Linked DNA regions of Drosophila melanogaster: region 2 is linked to region 1. The links are chromatin contacts, called in public Hi-C maps. All regions are on one chromosome and are shown on one strand. The core of a region is the stretch at or near the end of the contact, and the rest is flanking DNA. Distances in the headings are between cores, read along the strand shown.

Region 1 (7,036 bases), core at 3,021-5,520:
AGAAGAAAATGGCCACTCATACTTTTTGAAATTACGATAAGTATCTGTAAGATAGAATTGTTTCTGTGAAATGTAGCTTTTACTTTTCTTGGCCATGAAACTCTTCGTTTCCCCAGCAGTTAACTTAATCGCGCACCAGTTTCAATCTACAGAACCGTATGGCGGCGTATAAAATATTAGCCAATGGGTGAGGATGCTCCAGGGAGTCCTTTGAGCTGAGCGGAGGAGACAAACGTGTTTAATTCAATCTCACTGGGAAATATCGCACATACGCCACGTGCGCCCGAACGACAGGCCCACCTGGGCATAAGCTGGGGTATAATTTTGCACAAGTTTGCAACTTTCACTTTTCACTTCATTTGACGCGAACTTTTGGCGCTGATATTGTGGCTGCTGTCAGTGCCAATTGTCGCCGTTTTTGCGTTCCCTGTGGCCGAATGGCAAACGCATTGCTCGCTGCCGTTTTGTATACTAAAGGACATGGGTTTGCCACTGGATGGCAAGCAGCTGCGTCCTCAGTTCCTGTGGGAATACAACTCTCTCTCTTCGCTCTCCGGTTTTCTGGCATATCTGGCTCTCCAGATTCGACGAAATGTGTATATGCGCGCGCAGGAGCATCCGGAGAGTTGCCAACTTGGCCAGTTCTGTTCCTGGCTTCTTGTTTATAACAACAACAGTTGGGGAGTGTATATAGAAGGCCCTACGACGTCGATGGTTGGCCATGTTTTCTAGCTGGTATGGCTGGTATGCTGTTGCTATTGCCCGCTGCACTTAACTTGAACTTTTAGAGCTGTCTTGTCGAAAAGTTGGCAGCGGACTACTTCAAGGCTTTTTAAAAGATTTCACTTCACGCTGAGACATTCAGGCGTTGGCCTGGCCAAAAACCCACCGACCAACACTCGTGCATATGTGGCAGCATCGTAGCTTCTTAGCCACATCCATGCGCATCCACTTACACGCCCACCAAACGACTTTGAAACAAATTCACGTTGGCCTTTGGCTTTGGCATTGGCCACTCTCATTAAAGCCAGAAGTTATTGTCTTATTTGGCATACATAGCGGAATATATGCACGACCATAAGATATACAGCCCATCAAGATGACTAATTTGATCCTTTCAGCTTAGTGTCTGTCAATGAGTCTATAATGGACTGCTCACAATGTGGGTTAGCGCCAAAAGCAGCCTTGATAAATACGATTTCATCTCAAATCAGTAAACAACTCTTGCTAAAAACTATAAAAAAAAAGTTTATCAATTATGTGTGTATACTGTATGCATTTTTCGACTTTTTGAAATGTGCGCTCAAAAAAATTGTACCAAAAAATATTTGTGTGTGCTACTAAAATTGTATTATTAAACTACTTGATATTTTGCTCAATAATAAATTCTTTAAAACTGGCTTTCTCTTTAAAATTGCTTCCCACATATATTTCAATTGAAATCTTTTCACGGTTTATTGTAGGAATTTCTGGTTTTGTCCTTGAATTCTCGAAAATTGCTTTTCGTCTGAGCAGAATATCCATCGATATACCTAAACAGAGTGCGGTTTGGTTTTATTCGGATTTGTCCATAGCAATACATATAGCTGTTTTGCATATCAGCTCAACACTTAGCACTCCCAGAGCCCGCCACCACCCGATCCCCACCCATCCGTACGGGGTGCTATACGGAATAAATTCGAAGCTGGCTTGGATATTCAACGAATTATCATCTCGCAGTGCACGCTTCGGCTCCGTACGTGCCGTCGCCTGGATAACCAAGACTCGGGCGCTTTCGCCTGTCCTTGTGCCATGGATGTCCTGCTCATCCTGCCCGGTTCCCACGCGATGCCCAGTCCAGGCCAACACCCACTTCCTATGGATGGCTGTGGCCACGGTCAAGCTGCTTATCTCACACAAAACACTGGTTGCTCTGGCGAAAGAAAACGACGCGACTTGCCAAACAGGAACTGGAGTAAAAAATCGCAAAAGTGAAATGTCGAAATCGTTTCTATTCAAAGCGGCGAACGAAAAATAGATTCGCAAAAATTATACACAAGTTTATAGTGTGCCAAAAATCAGGCGGCTTTTTTCCTCCAATTCAATTGTTTGATTCGTCTTTGCTTCAACAAGTTTCGTGTTGAGGAACGACCATTTGGTTGAGTAAAAGCCTCTAGGTGGAGATCGTAAAACAATTCAGGAAAAAGAATTCGCATAACCCTCGGGCACGAATAAAAACCGAGCTGGCAAGGATATGAGAAGGATTACGGCCAAGGCAGTTAAAAGGCAGTTTTATATTCATTACAAGTCAAGCTGCAGGGCCAAAACAGGAGGAACAACAACCGGCGGTAGAAACCACCAACAAATGGCAACAGCAACATCAACAATTTATGACTCCAAACCGTGTTGTAGCACTTTTTTTTATAGTTACCATAGCTCAGCTCACACAAAAGCTAGTTTTTATTCCTGCCCACCCACACTCTTTAAATAAACGGTAGTAAAGAAGTAGAAAAAATGTTAGGGGATTTTACAACTTTTAACCAATATTGAGGTACCAACATTTTGTGAATGAAAACAATCAAAATCAATATAGATATTTTTGCAATAAATAATATTATAGTTTTATAGTATACACATTGAAAAAATCAAATTTTAAAAGGTATTTTGAATTTGATTAATATTTCATTTCAAGTGGAAGTTGAGTTAATTATTTAAAACAAAAACAAAAAAAAATAAAATTAAAAATAACATTGACAGCGGATAACAAATTTTAAGCTTTTGTGGGTCGACTAAGCGAAAACTTATTAGGAAAGTTAGTCGTCTAAACTCGTCTGCCGTTCAAGTTACTTGAAATTAAAGTATAAAGTTATCAAAGTCAAAAGCAAGGTTCATAAAACGCTTTAAAGGCATTTGATGAGGAAAATCTAACAGCAGAGCTATTGAAGGACGAGTTCGCGCACCATCACTCGAGCGCACATATCCAGTATATAATATATATATATATATATATTTATATATACCTATACATACTGTAGACACACCTAAGGTGAAGCCCCAAGTTGGCTTAGACAACGGCGAAAATATTGCATTGGCGAAGCACGGGAACAGCTGAAATGCTGAAAAAGTGAAAGTAATGGCCAGGCCAAAACTTTTTCTTTCGCTTAACTAACCTGGCTGAAACTCTACTCCGCTCGGCTCATTCTGAAGGACTTTCGCAGTCCGCATTTGTTCGTTTCTGCCCTGTGCCTCTTGAAATTGCTTATTTGTTTTGCGCTAAAAATTAAGCGCCACCGAAAAGTTTGCTGGTTTGCTAAATTACTTTACACGCCACTTGAACACGCAGGCAACGAACAATCCATTCAAAGAACATGGGCCAAACAAAAATTTAATTAAATTAAAAATAATAGATAAGCCGAACAAAAGGTGAAACTTGAAATCAATTAAGTTGCCCAAAATGTAGGTTTAAGTAACAGCAAACTCTTAGCTCGAGGGAATATATTGTTCTTTGTTTTTTAATTACATGATTTTTTGTTTTAATAACAAAATCAATTCATATTAAATGGAAAATACTATTGACACCACTTCTTAGACGATTCAAGGTCCTGTACATTTTCACAATATTCCCTCACTGACATCACATGATGTTGGCAGCCCATCAATTATAATAACGATTGGCTTTCAATGGGAATAAGTGATTGTTATCAGATACCGAGCACAGCAATTACCCTGCACACAAACTACAATCCATAGCGTTCGTTTCTCAACTGATAAGTGGCTAACTTGTCCAAGGAATAGCTCAAATAAAACAGGATACAGAAAGTAAAATGAATAAAATGGTTAAAGCCAGTTGGCCGCCTTGTATGGGGCCATTTCTGACTGTTTGCCATTAAAGTGCCACGCATAAACGAAGCTGCCTGATAAGAGATACATTTTTTTTTAACATACTTTCGCTTAAAGTTTCAGGAGACGACAGCCACAACAACAGGACGAAGAATTTAGGTTTTTGCACTAGACACGCACGTTGACATTTAGTTAATTCAATTTAATATGGTTTGATTAAATATAGTTGGTTAATATATTAGTCGGCGAACAACACACGGATCTATTCAAGCTCTTTTTATAATGGAAAACAATTTATGTGTATTTATATATCTATTCGTTTTATCTTTGGGTATTTCATTTAGCTACTGTTGCTGTTTGTTGCTTTGGGGAAATTCTTCTGTATATTATTATTGGTTCGCTTAAAGGTGCTGTGAGTGTGTTAACGAAATGAGGAAAGATTGTCTACTGAGCGTGCGAAACGGTTCCGAGTCCTGTCGAGCCCAAGGAGAGTTGCCTTCGACGTACCACGGCGCGTATGTGTGATATGCGTTTCGTTTTGTTTTAGCAAAGTGCGCGCGCAAAATGCCAAACAGCTGTGCCGTCTCAGCTGCTGTTAAAAGGCTGACAGAGAGCAATGGAGAGTGTGCTGAGAAATGGGCGAGAGAAAGTCGTCTCTCGGGCGCACGCTCACCGCAGGACGAAGGGGTGCGGTGTGGCGGTCCTAGCTGTGTGCTAAAGTGAAAGTAGCCTTGTTGATTAACATCCTTCAGAGTTTACCCACATTGGAAAGGTCGCCAATTTCACTGATAATAACATTCGTTCATGTTGGCAATGCTGTTGCGAGAGCAAAGCGGAAACGGAAAGAGCGCACCGGAAGTGACTTGGCCAAGTGGCATTTCCCCAAATGAATTCCATAGGCAAATATTCGTATTAGCCACAAGAAGGAAAAGGAAAATCCTCTTTAATTTCTAATTAATAATAGAGAAATGTGACACCCATCAAAAATGTTTTGAGCTTTTCAATACAACTACACAGTAGGTAGAGTTTAAATAACATCTCACATTTATTATCTAAAGATATGCAAATTTGGGAGATATTCCAAAGAAGGTAGCATTTAAAATACAAAATTGTAACTCAAACCACAAACGTGACAGTATATCACCAGTGTTAGCTATCCGAGAAATAGCATTTGTCCAATCGTAATCATTTCAGCTACTTTTACATGCCGGTTTATACGCAGAACATGATTCCCCAGCAACCGGGAAAAGTGACAAAACCCAAGCATGAACACTATATAACGATGTGAACTCAAAAACCTTACAGCAGTCAGCGAAAATTGGCAAAATGTGGAACAAACCGTATATGGGAATAATAATTTTGTGTATGCTAGCCAGCGGTGGAAGAGCCGTACCCACCGATTTGGCCAGATACTCTCAGTTGGGGTAAATATTTCTAATTGTGTACTCTTTAGAACAATACAATATTGCAACATTCGTAGACAAGTACCGTTGACGGCAGCCAACAACAGCGTGGTGTCCACCACTGATCATTTGGGTCTCCTGCAGGAGACGTCCTCGGTAGCTCCTGACTTCGAATACTCACTACTGGGCGAGGATCCGCAGGATCAGCAATGGTTTCGCGTCAGTCTTACTCCGAAAACCAACAAAACTGGCTACCGCGCACAGTTTGCCACTCGAAAACATCCGCCCTTTAATTCGCAAGTGGCCCACCGGCATGATAAAACTATTCAGGATCTGCTTAACTGGCTGGACCGTTCCGAGGATCAGAGTTTGTGGAAAGTTTATCGTGATCTCTTGGAGTACACACCACAGGCACAGTCATCCAGCCAGGAGTATCCTAATGGCAACGTAATCGAAAAAGCGAAGAAGTCGTCCCAGAAGCAGAAATGTCATAGGCGCAATCACCGACTGCTCCTGGTGGATGAAGATGGAACCAGTACCACGACATCATTACCACCAAGTAAGGACCAAACGCAACCGACACATGAGTTGGTTTATTTCATAAGGGAGCCTAAGTAAGCCCAAAGAAATAGCAGTTCTAAAGACGTAATATTCGGGTTTATAATATTTATTAATACATTATAAAGACAAGTTTACAGAAATAAATATCCATTTTTTAATTTATTATTTAATGAAGTTAAAACATATGAAAAAAATACAGATAAACAAATAGTTAATTTAATACATCAAAATTTCAACACTTAAGAACACAGAGTTCCTGAGCTTTTGCAGCGAAAAGCTTTGACAAAACTCACCAAATATCTAAAACTTTTACTAGCATTTCTCTTATACAGTAGTTAAAAGTTGTATAAGGGGCTAGGCCGGTTTGTTCAAGTTATTCGAATTGTGTGATATGCGAAATGTGAACAAGTGAAATGGGGTCTCAACGAAGAATTGTCGGCCCAGTTAGCTGACACTTGCTGCTCCACTTTGTCTCGTTTTGGGTCGGGAAAAAATTAAAAGAAAATCAAGTCAAGAGCAGAGCCAGAAACTTTGCGCTTGACCTGAACTTTGGCCAATGATTATTGTTTGGATCCGCTGACTGAGGCCTGGCCATGCTCATCCCTGTTGAACCGCTCAAGACGCACATTCTCCAATTCGTAGGCCGGTCGATAGGTCATCTTGTCCAGCTTTTCGTCGTAAGCCAGCAGACTGGGATTGACCCGCGTTGAGCTGCGATCTCCCAAAGATGTGTAGCCCTGATCGTAGAGGCAGCAGTAGGGCAGATTGTTTGAGCGCAAATAGTTCCAAATGTCGTGGTAGCTCCACTCAAGCAGCGGGAAGATCCGCATCATCGCTGGCCATCCGTTGTTGGTAGGTTCCAGCTCGTATAGATTGCAACTTTCAGGATCGCTGCGCCGGCAGCCAAGGAAGATGGCCTTCACCTGGGAATCCTCGGCTATCAGCTGCTCAAAAGCAACCTTAAGGACTCCTTCGTATCGCCTCAGCTGTAGTCCATAGCGCTGTACACAATCATCCACGAACTTCTCCAGCTCCTCGAATGGATTTGCAGACTTCACGTAAACCGCTCCCAGTGGCATCGAGGGTGGCGTCATCCTGGCCAAAATATCCAGCAAGACTGTGCAATCCTTGCCACCATTAAAGGACAGCATCATCTCATTTGGCTTATACAAAGTCATGGCGCGTTTTATTACCTCTTCAGTGTACTCGAGTTTGTCCCTCAATTGGTCATTTGATTCACTCTTTTCAACTGG
Region 2 (7,036 bases), core at 2,798-5,297, 74 kb before region 1:
TTCCATTGTATAACAATAAATTGTTTTGCCGCAATTGGCTGGCGGCGTCGAAAATTAACATGTACTCGTCATCAATTTCTGCCTGGCGAACAGGAAGTGTAGGCCATTAATGACAGCAATTTATTCGTGCCCATTGATTGTTTGTTCAAGTGCACAACTTGGCTTGCTTTTGTGCCCTGACTGGCTGTATGCCGATAATTCGTCGAATCAATTAAAACATATTTATCGTAATGCTGTCTAATTGGTTAATTTTTGATGCCTTTATTGGTCTTTTAGGGATACGGATTGCGGGACCATACCGTCATTTAAAATGAATATAATATTATTGTAGCTGTGGATTTCAATTCAAAACTTTTGCTGCGAAGCTTAGAATATTTTCACTGCACGGGCAAGAGTATCTGTTTGCACCCACATCTCTGTCTTTCGACAATTGAAAACAAATCTGTGACAGGACTCGTAAGTAGGCAGATGCCGACAGCCCCGGCGATTTGGCCCGTGTACAATTTTATTATGCAGCTGCGAGGAAAAGCAACGACTTGAGCCGAGTGGCGCAGAATCAAGTGCAAAATGCACTTGCAAAATCAACTGGAGGAGGGCAAGGGGACAGGATGTTCGGACAGGTGGGCCGAGAGCCAAGGAACGTGGCTGGGAAAGAAAAAGTGCGCAGGCTAATGAAAAATGCAGGAGTAGCCGCAGCTGGAGCTGACACACGACCAAGTCGTAAAGAACGAGGTGGTAGCTAATGCTATACTGTGGTTAGACAATGCAGCAGCACCACAATGCAGGGGCACTGAGAGGAGACATTACAGGCAATTTCACTAAACGACACCGAAAGACCCAGCTTTCGAGCTGCCCTTCATCGCCCTTGCCCTTTTCTCACACTTCACCAAGTCCAAGTCCAGCCTGATGTGTCTTTGTTTCCGGTTGATGTCCGGGTGTTTTGGTGTCCGGAATCCTGAGGCGACTGGGCTCAAGGTGCTCCACGGCCTATGCGGCGAATCGGAGCTGAGCTGTCCCGAAACTGGCACATGGCCAGGGCCACGGGGCGAATGTGTACCGGCTTTGCCTTACGCTCTTGGTACACAAATCAGCATTAAGCCAAGGTCCAAAGACAGTTCATTAGGCCAAGTAATGCCCGGGGCTGCTCTCCATATTGGGCACTTCAATCAGACCGCAGTTTGAAAGCTCAATCAGAGATCAGGTACATTTGGATATAAATCTAAGCTAGAAATCATGTGTCAGGCTAAAAGAACATAATTAATACAATAAATCATTTTAATTTGTTAACGCAGGGAAGATTTTTTTAAAGGCTTAAGTCTGAAATTGAATTCTTTAAACGATACTTTCTTTGCATTATTCATTCACTATTCACTATTTTCTAACTGCATTTTTCCACACAGCTAAGTACTCCCTGCACTCTAAAAATACGCTTGGCCCATTTTGTTTGTCCCACATCTTGGAAGGCACTTCTAATAAAATTGATTTGATTTTAAATTCAATTCGCGTAAAACGCACGAATCGATGCGAGGAGCATATGCAACACATGGGGCCCAATGACTACCAGGCAGCCACTGGAAATCCCCAGCCAAGGACCAAGGAAACCAACCGGAGAGATCTGCTGCCCGACTGGCCAACAAAACAATTTAAAGGCAAAGCCACAAAGGAAAGTGGCGAAGTTTTCCCAAACGGAACCCGGGAAACCGAAAAAGTTAGCATTTAAGCGCAGATTGTGTAATGAAATCAGACCATATAGAATATATACATATATATGTATATATATATATGCGATATGGAAGAGGCAAGGGGAGAAACAGCGCCAGTGGCACCGCAAATTAAAGTCGTTTTGCGGCTAAATGTGAACAGTGGTGTGGCTGTGTGTGAGTACCGGTCTTGCGGACTTGGACTTCAAACGGAAGCAGACATTTCTTTTCGGTTTTTCTTTTTGCAGCCGGATATCCGGCCATGAAATGTAAACGTCGCAGCCGCGTTCGTTTCTTTTGCCTTTGTTTGCCTAATGAAAATGTCAAACGGTCTGCCAGAGTCCCGGTTTAATTGAATGCATGTGTCGGCTCTTGAAAAAAACCTATGAAGAATCAAATGGGATGGGTCAAGGAAATAGCAAAAGCCATCGATCAGCAGTCTGTTCTGCGCTCAATTTCACATTTCAGCGACGACACTATAAATCAAGCCAAGGGCTGTGGAGAAAGCGCTGAAAAATATGCTACATAATTTGTTCGCAATAAAATGTGCTTAAAGTGCTGCGCCAAGCACTGAGGCACTCGAACGACACTCGACAAATTTTCCTCTTCCATTTCTTCATATTTTTTTTTTTTTTTTTGGGTGGAAAACAATGGAGCGGGACGAACGGAAAATGCATGTCGCTGGTTTTCGGTTCCGTTCGATTGCATTTCATTGCACTGCAAAGTTTCGCCTTTTCCGGAGCTCTTACGTCCCCTTCCATTCCCGCTGACTTCCTTTCATTTCCAGTTGTTGTTCTTGGCAAAAAATAGGGGAAATAGTCTATGGCAGCCTGGGAAACTTTTTAGCCACAAATGGCAGTAAGTCAAGTTGACAGAAGAAGCCAAGTTTAAGTCGGGCTTTTCAAGTGCACACACGAGTGCTGACCACAAATTGTGCAATTCTCGGCTGCCACATTCCAAGGCCTTTCATTAGCCACCGAAAATTGATTAAGTCCTTGTCGAATTACCATTGATTACTTACTGCCACCATTTTTGTTACTTTTTGTTTTGGGCTAAGCTTACCACACGAACGTATACAGGTTGCGAGCGAGAAGAATCACATCGAAAAGCTTTAGGATTTTGTCTGCGAATGGGTTTTCAGGGATGGAAGACTTGGAGTTTGATGATACACATACTTTGAGCCTGGCTTTGTAGAATTTTTAGAGGGTTTTATAGCAATAGGCTGATATCTATTACAAAGTATTTTTTCAATTTTTTCTGAGTTTAGGTATTTTAGGTAGGTAGGTAAATTAAAGACCACAAAGAAAACATTATTAGTTTGTTTATCCTTAATCTGGTTCCAAGAAACTTTGCCATGACCACAAGCCACTTAAAATATTTGGAAAATATGTTGTATTAGTATTGTTAAGGCATGTGTGGGTTAGTCAATAGGCCATATTGCAGTGCTTAGTTCAAAGATACTTGTTGATAAACTCACTCTTGTGCTTTGGCTTGCGGTTAGTCAGCAAAAGGCTCGATGGTTACACAAAGCATTTTAAAGGGTGTTGGTTTGGATTTTTATACAAAAAGAAATTGATAGATACCCCGCTGTCAATGCAATAATCCGTTTTAAATGACAGGCCATTGGTACCCACGTGTGGAAAAATAAAATATACAGTGGAAAATAAATAATGTTTTTTTCTTGTTCGTAATTAAGCGCATGCGAGAAACGCACAGACTGCAAGATAAATTTATTAAAGAGTTGACTGAGCGAAATTAGAGCGAGACCGACAAGACAATTAAAATGCACGCAGCGGAATAACATTTGCATTCCATATATAAATATATATATATATATGCATATATAGACAGAGAGAAGGGTATATAGACTTACAGATAGAGAAGAGCAGAAAATATAATAAAAAATGACGAGCAAGGTAATGCAAACATGCGAGGAAAAAATGTTGAAAATTATACGATAGTTTTGTTTGTTGTTCAAATTCCGGCTGTTTTTATGTCCCAATATGTTAAAGTTCAATTTGGCGCACACACACAATTGCACGCGCACACACACTCACACATTTACATAGATAAACATATTTATATGGATTTAAGCTACTAAACCTAGCACGCTACTAAGTTTTTTTTAGTCACACAGAGCACGGGCCACAGCACAAAAAAGAGAGAGAGATATACATATTATATAATGAGATACAGAGAGAGAGAGAGAGAGAGAGAGCATTGTGATTACAATTTTAGACACCAATAGAGGAATAGAATCGGTAATGGATCACAATAACTAGACTTCTTAAATTTAGACTGTACCTAATTGGCGATCTGAATTTTTCATTGATTTTCATTTTAGCAAGCGTTGCATACTTTTGGGTTGATTTCTTTTTGGGGGTGAAATAGGTGTAATTAAATGTCGCGTACCTGCGTTTGAAAGAAATGAATAGAAAACAGTGTTTAACAGGAGTACGAGTGTGTGTGTGGGTGTATTTCCGGTGTTCATTTTGGAGTTTTAGTGCGTGCTTCGCATTGAGTAAGAGAAAGTAGGAGAGAAAGTAGAAAGGAAACCATAGAAATCTTGTCTCGTGTGTGTGTGAAAAGAAGGGCTTAAATTCAAGCTTAAATAAATTATAAAAAAGCAACGATTGAAGCTCGCAGCGGATATATTCCCAGAAGAGTGCCACATGTGTCGACATACATAGATTTAAAAAAATCATAAACCAATTTACACAAATGATTTTAATGTGTAACCTATCGGTACTGGCTTTATACATACTTTTAAGGGCCTTTATAATAATAATTCAAGGCTAAGTGTGCCCCAAAAGTATGCATAGTTATACGTGCCAAATTTGTTTGATTTTGTTGGCAAAATAACACTTTAATACTTTATTTTCGAAAATTGAATAGATACTTTTTGATGGTGATGAAATGCGCTTTATTGGCTTAGCTAGGTGGGGCTCGAAATTTGGTCTGAATTTTGGTTAGGTTTTTGGCCGGCATTGCTAAATTCAAAGGCTTTTCTAAGCTACGAAAAAACATTTCCTTACATTGTACTTATAAATTGTATTTGTTATAGGAATCACGCCAACTCTGACTTACCCAGACCGCTGGAAATATATTTGCATTTTGACTTACAGAACCCAAATCGAAAGAACGACAATACTCCCACCCAAAAAGCCTTTTAACCCACAGCCAAAATATATGCTGTGTACACGTTTTGGTATTTCTTTTTTTCTGTTTTTCTTTTCTGCTACCTTATTCGTTTTGTTTTCTTGGGTTGTTTTTGTTTTTAGCGCTTGCTTCAACATGTGAATGTTCCACAAAAAAATGGTTTCGGGCCGAAATTAAAATGTGCATTTCAATTTAAGGCAAAAGTTTCACTTTGGCTGTCGACTCGACGCGAATCGGTCGGCATTGTCAAAGGGAAAATTTTTTTTATTTGCATTTTGCCGTTTTTGTAAAACATTCAATTTGATTTTTTTTTATTTGAATACTTTGTTTTTTTTTTGTCTTATTTTTCCAAGCGTATTTTTTGTTTACTTCTTGATTGGTTTGACTTTGTGGAACAAATTTCGCAATTGAATCAAGTTGAGCTCCTAGATCGAAAACGGGAATGAGAGGCAAGTAAGCTTTACAGAATCTTTTGGGAAAACTTGATACCATTTTGTTTATTTTATATTAATGCATTTTGCTTGAGTGTTTGTTTGGCGTTTGAGTGTTATGTTTTTTATTTTGTGGTTGCTGTTGGTGGTTCGTTTTTGGTTGTTAGTTAATGTTGCATACTTTCTTTTAGTTTATCGTTTGATTGTTTCATATGTCTGTTGTTTTCTTTTGTTGATGACTACAAATAAAAAAATCAAAGCCAACAAATCAAGTATGAAACTAAATGAAAACTTATGAAACTAATTTATTGAGATAATTGAAATAGAAGAGAATGAGAGCTCACAAAATGTAAATTGAGTTCAATTGGCGGTTGGCAAACTTGTTGAGTTTCGCCACTGATTTATGCTAATTACTTCGACGATAGTATGTTAATTAAACCTCTCTAATTTTACAACAGCCACTAATTATGCAATTTATGATTTTTGTCATATATGGCGCCCAACGTGGGGCCCAAAGTTACTCAAATCTGGCGCCCAACGTGATACCTTAAATAAGTGGTATTAAAGATCAAGTTATTTCATTTCGTAGGCACTCATTCTCCGCCTAGGCATGTATATTTGATGTGGATGGGCACTCAGTTCACACGATTGCTCAAGCTTAGCTGGCAGTTCTTGCAGTATAGTCGCTGGATCCTTACACAAAACGCCATGGAGGGGTCGTTCAAATCAAAGCAATGAAAATGCTTGTAAATATTCAATGCAATTCTGTTGGTCGAAACCGTTTTTCTCGCTAGCCCTGCTTTGCAGTTAATAAAATATTTAAAATATTTTATTGGCTTCGGCATAATGCTCAAACACACACCAATGGCAGACCAAGAAAAATATTTTTAATATTTCATGTGCAAATGCGTATTGGGCTTAGTACGAAACGTAATGAACTTAAGCGAAAAAATTTGAAATAAAAAATGAAACAAAATTGGCATACAAAAGGAGCGAAGAACAGACAGATAGTGGGTTAGGTATGTTGGGAGAAAAAAGGACATCAAATGCAAAGCAAAGTGAATTATTTACAAGCATTTTCATTGTACTTTCAAATTACAACCAACTGCAAGACGGTAACGTAAGCGGCACAGCGCAATTGCATAGAGGCAATCACGCAGGTGATCATTACGTTACACATATACAAAGAAACACGTGAGACACTTGCACGTGATGAACGAACGATAGAACGGAAATAAAACGTTTGCTTCCATATTTTTCGGTATGCAAATGAGTGTTTTCTCTTTTTTTTCAAAATGGATGCTTTGGCACTTACTTCCGGCGGTGGCGGAGGCGGCTGCGGCGGCGCCGGGGGCGTTGTCACGTATGTGTTTTTCTATTTACGCAATTGGATTACATCGAGATTGGCGAAAGTTAAAAATCAAAAATGTAAGATTCAAGATACATAATTTGTGTGATGTGTTTTACGTGAAATTTATGCAAATATCGGTAGGCGAAATTTACAGAGTGAAAGAATAGTAGTTTCGGGTAGAATGAGTGAAATAAGAGGTAGTGGAAAATTGTTTGTCTTAGTGCGTGTTTAGCAAAATAGAATGTACAATTTCGTTGATTCGTGGATCCAGAGAAACTCAACGGATCCATGAAATCATCTTTCAAAACTAAACTATAATCAGTGTAGCTTGTTTTTAAATAATGGCATAAGTATGTTTCAAATTAAAAATTAGTTGATGTGCTTTATATTTGTTA

What was found. A called contact is a pair of places that touch in the nucleus more often than the background predicts.
Region 2: a contact with region 1 is called in a Hi-C map of the Kc167 cell line, with 1.9 times the contacts expected there. The contact joins the enhancer-like site here to the promoter of CG43850 in region 1. A contact is called at or near these places in 31 of 107 Hi-C or Micro-C datasets (the Clone 8 cell line, the D17-c3 cell line, the Kc167 cell line and 10 more) and 2 of 6 datasets of contacts at active chromatin or transcription factors (both in the Kc167 cell line).

Annotation. Positions count from the first base shown.
Region 1 is chr2L:13,412,665-13,419,700 of dm6, reverse strand. CG43850 reads right to left here and starts at 4,270. Exons shown (of 2, transcript NM_001273515.2): 1 at 3,925-4,270. It overlaps CG16956, which reads left to right and starts at 5,126. Exons shown (of 2, transcript NM_135810.2): 1 at 5,126-5,243; 2 at 5,300-5,918. The coding sequence starts at 5,185. The coding sequence ends at 5,840. It overlaps CG42784, which reads right to left and starts at 4,270. Exons shown (of 9, transcript NM_001201869.3): 1 at 3,925-4,270. It overlaps Flad2 (Flavin adenine dinucleotide synthetase 2), which reads right to left. Exons shown (of 1, transcript NM_135809.2): 1 at 5,985-7,036. The coding sequence ends at 6,344.
Region 2 is chr2L:13,486,547-13,493,582 of dm6, reverse strand. All of the region lies in intron 4 of CG42784, which reads right to left. The region is part of intron 2 of CG46308; the gene reads right to left. Among named protein-coding and RNA genes, the nearest start is that of CG46308, 28 kb to the right of the region's middle. Within about 2 kb of position 4,047, at least 7 of the 39 cell types and tissues checked have an H3K27ac peak or open chromatin away from gene starts, as enhancers often do. A contact at or near this core is called in the Kc167 cell line and ovary, where this site is marked.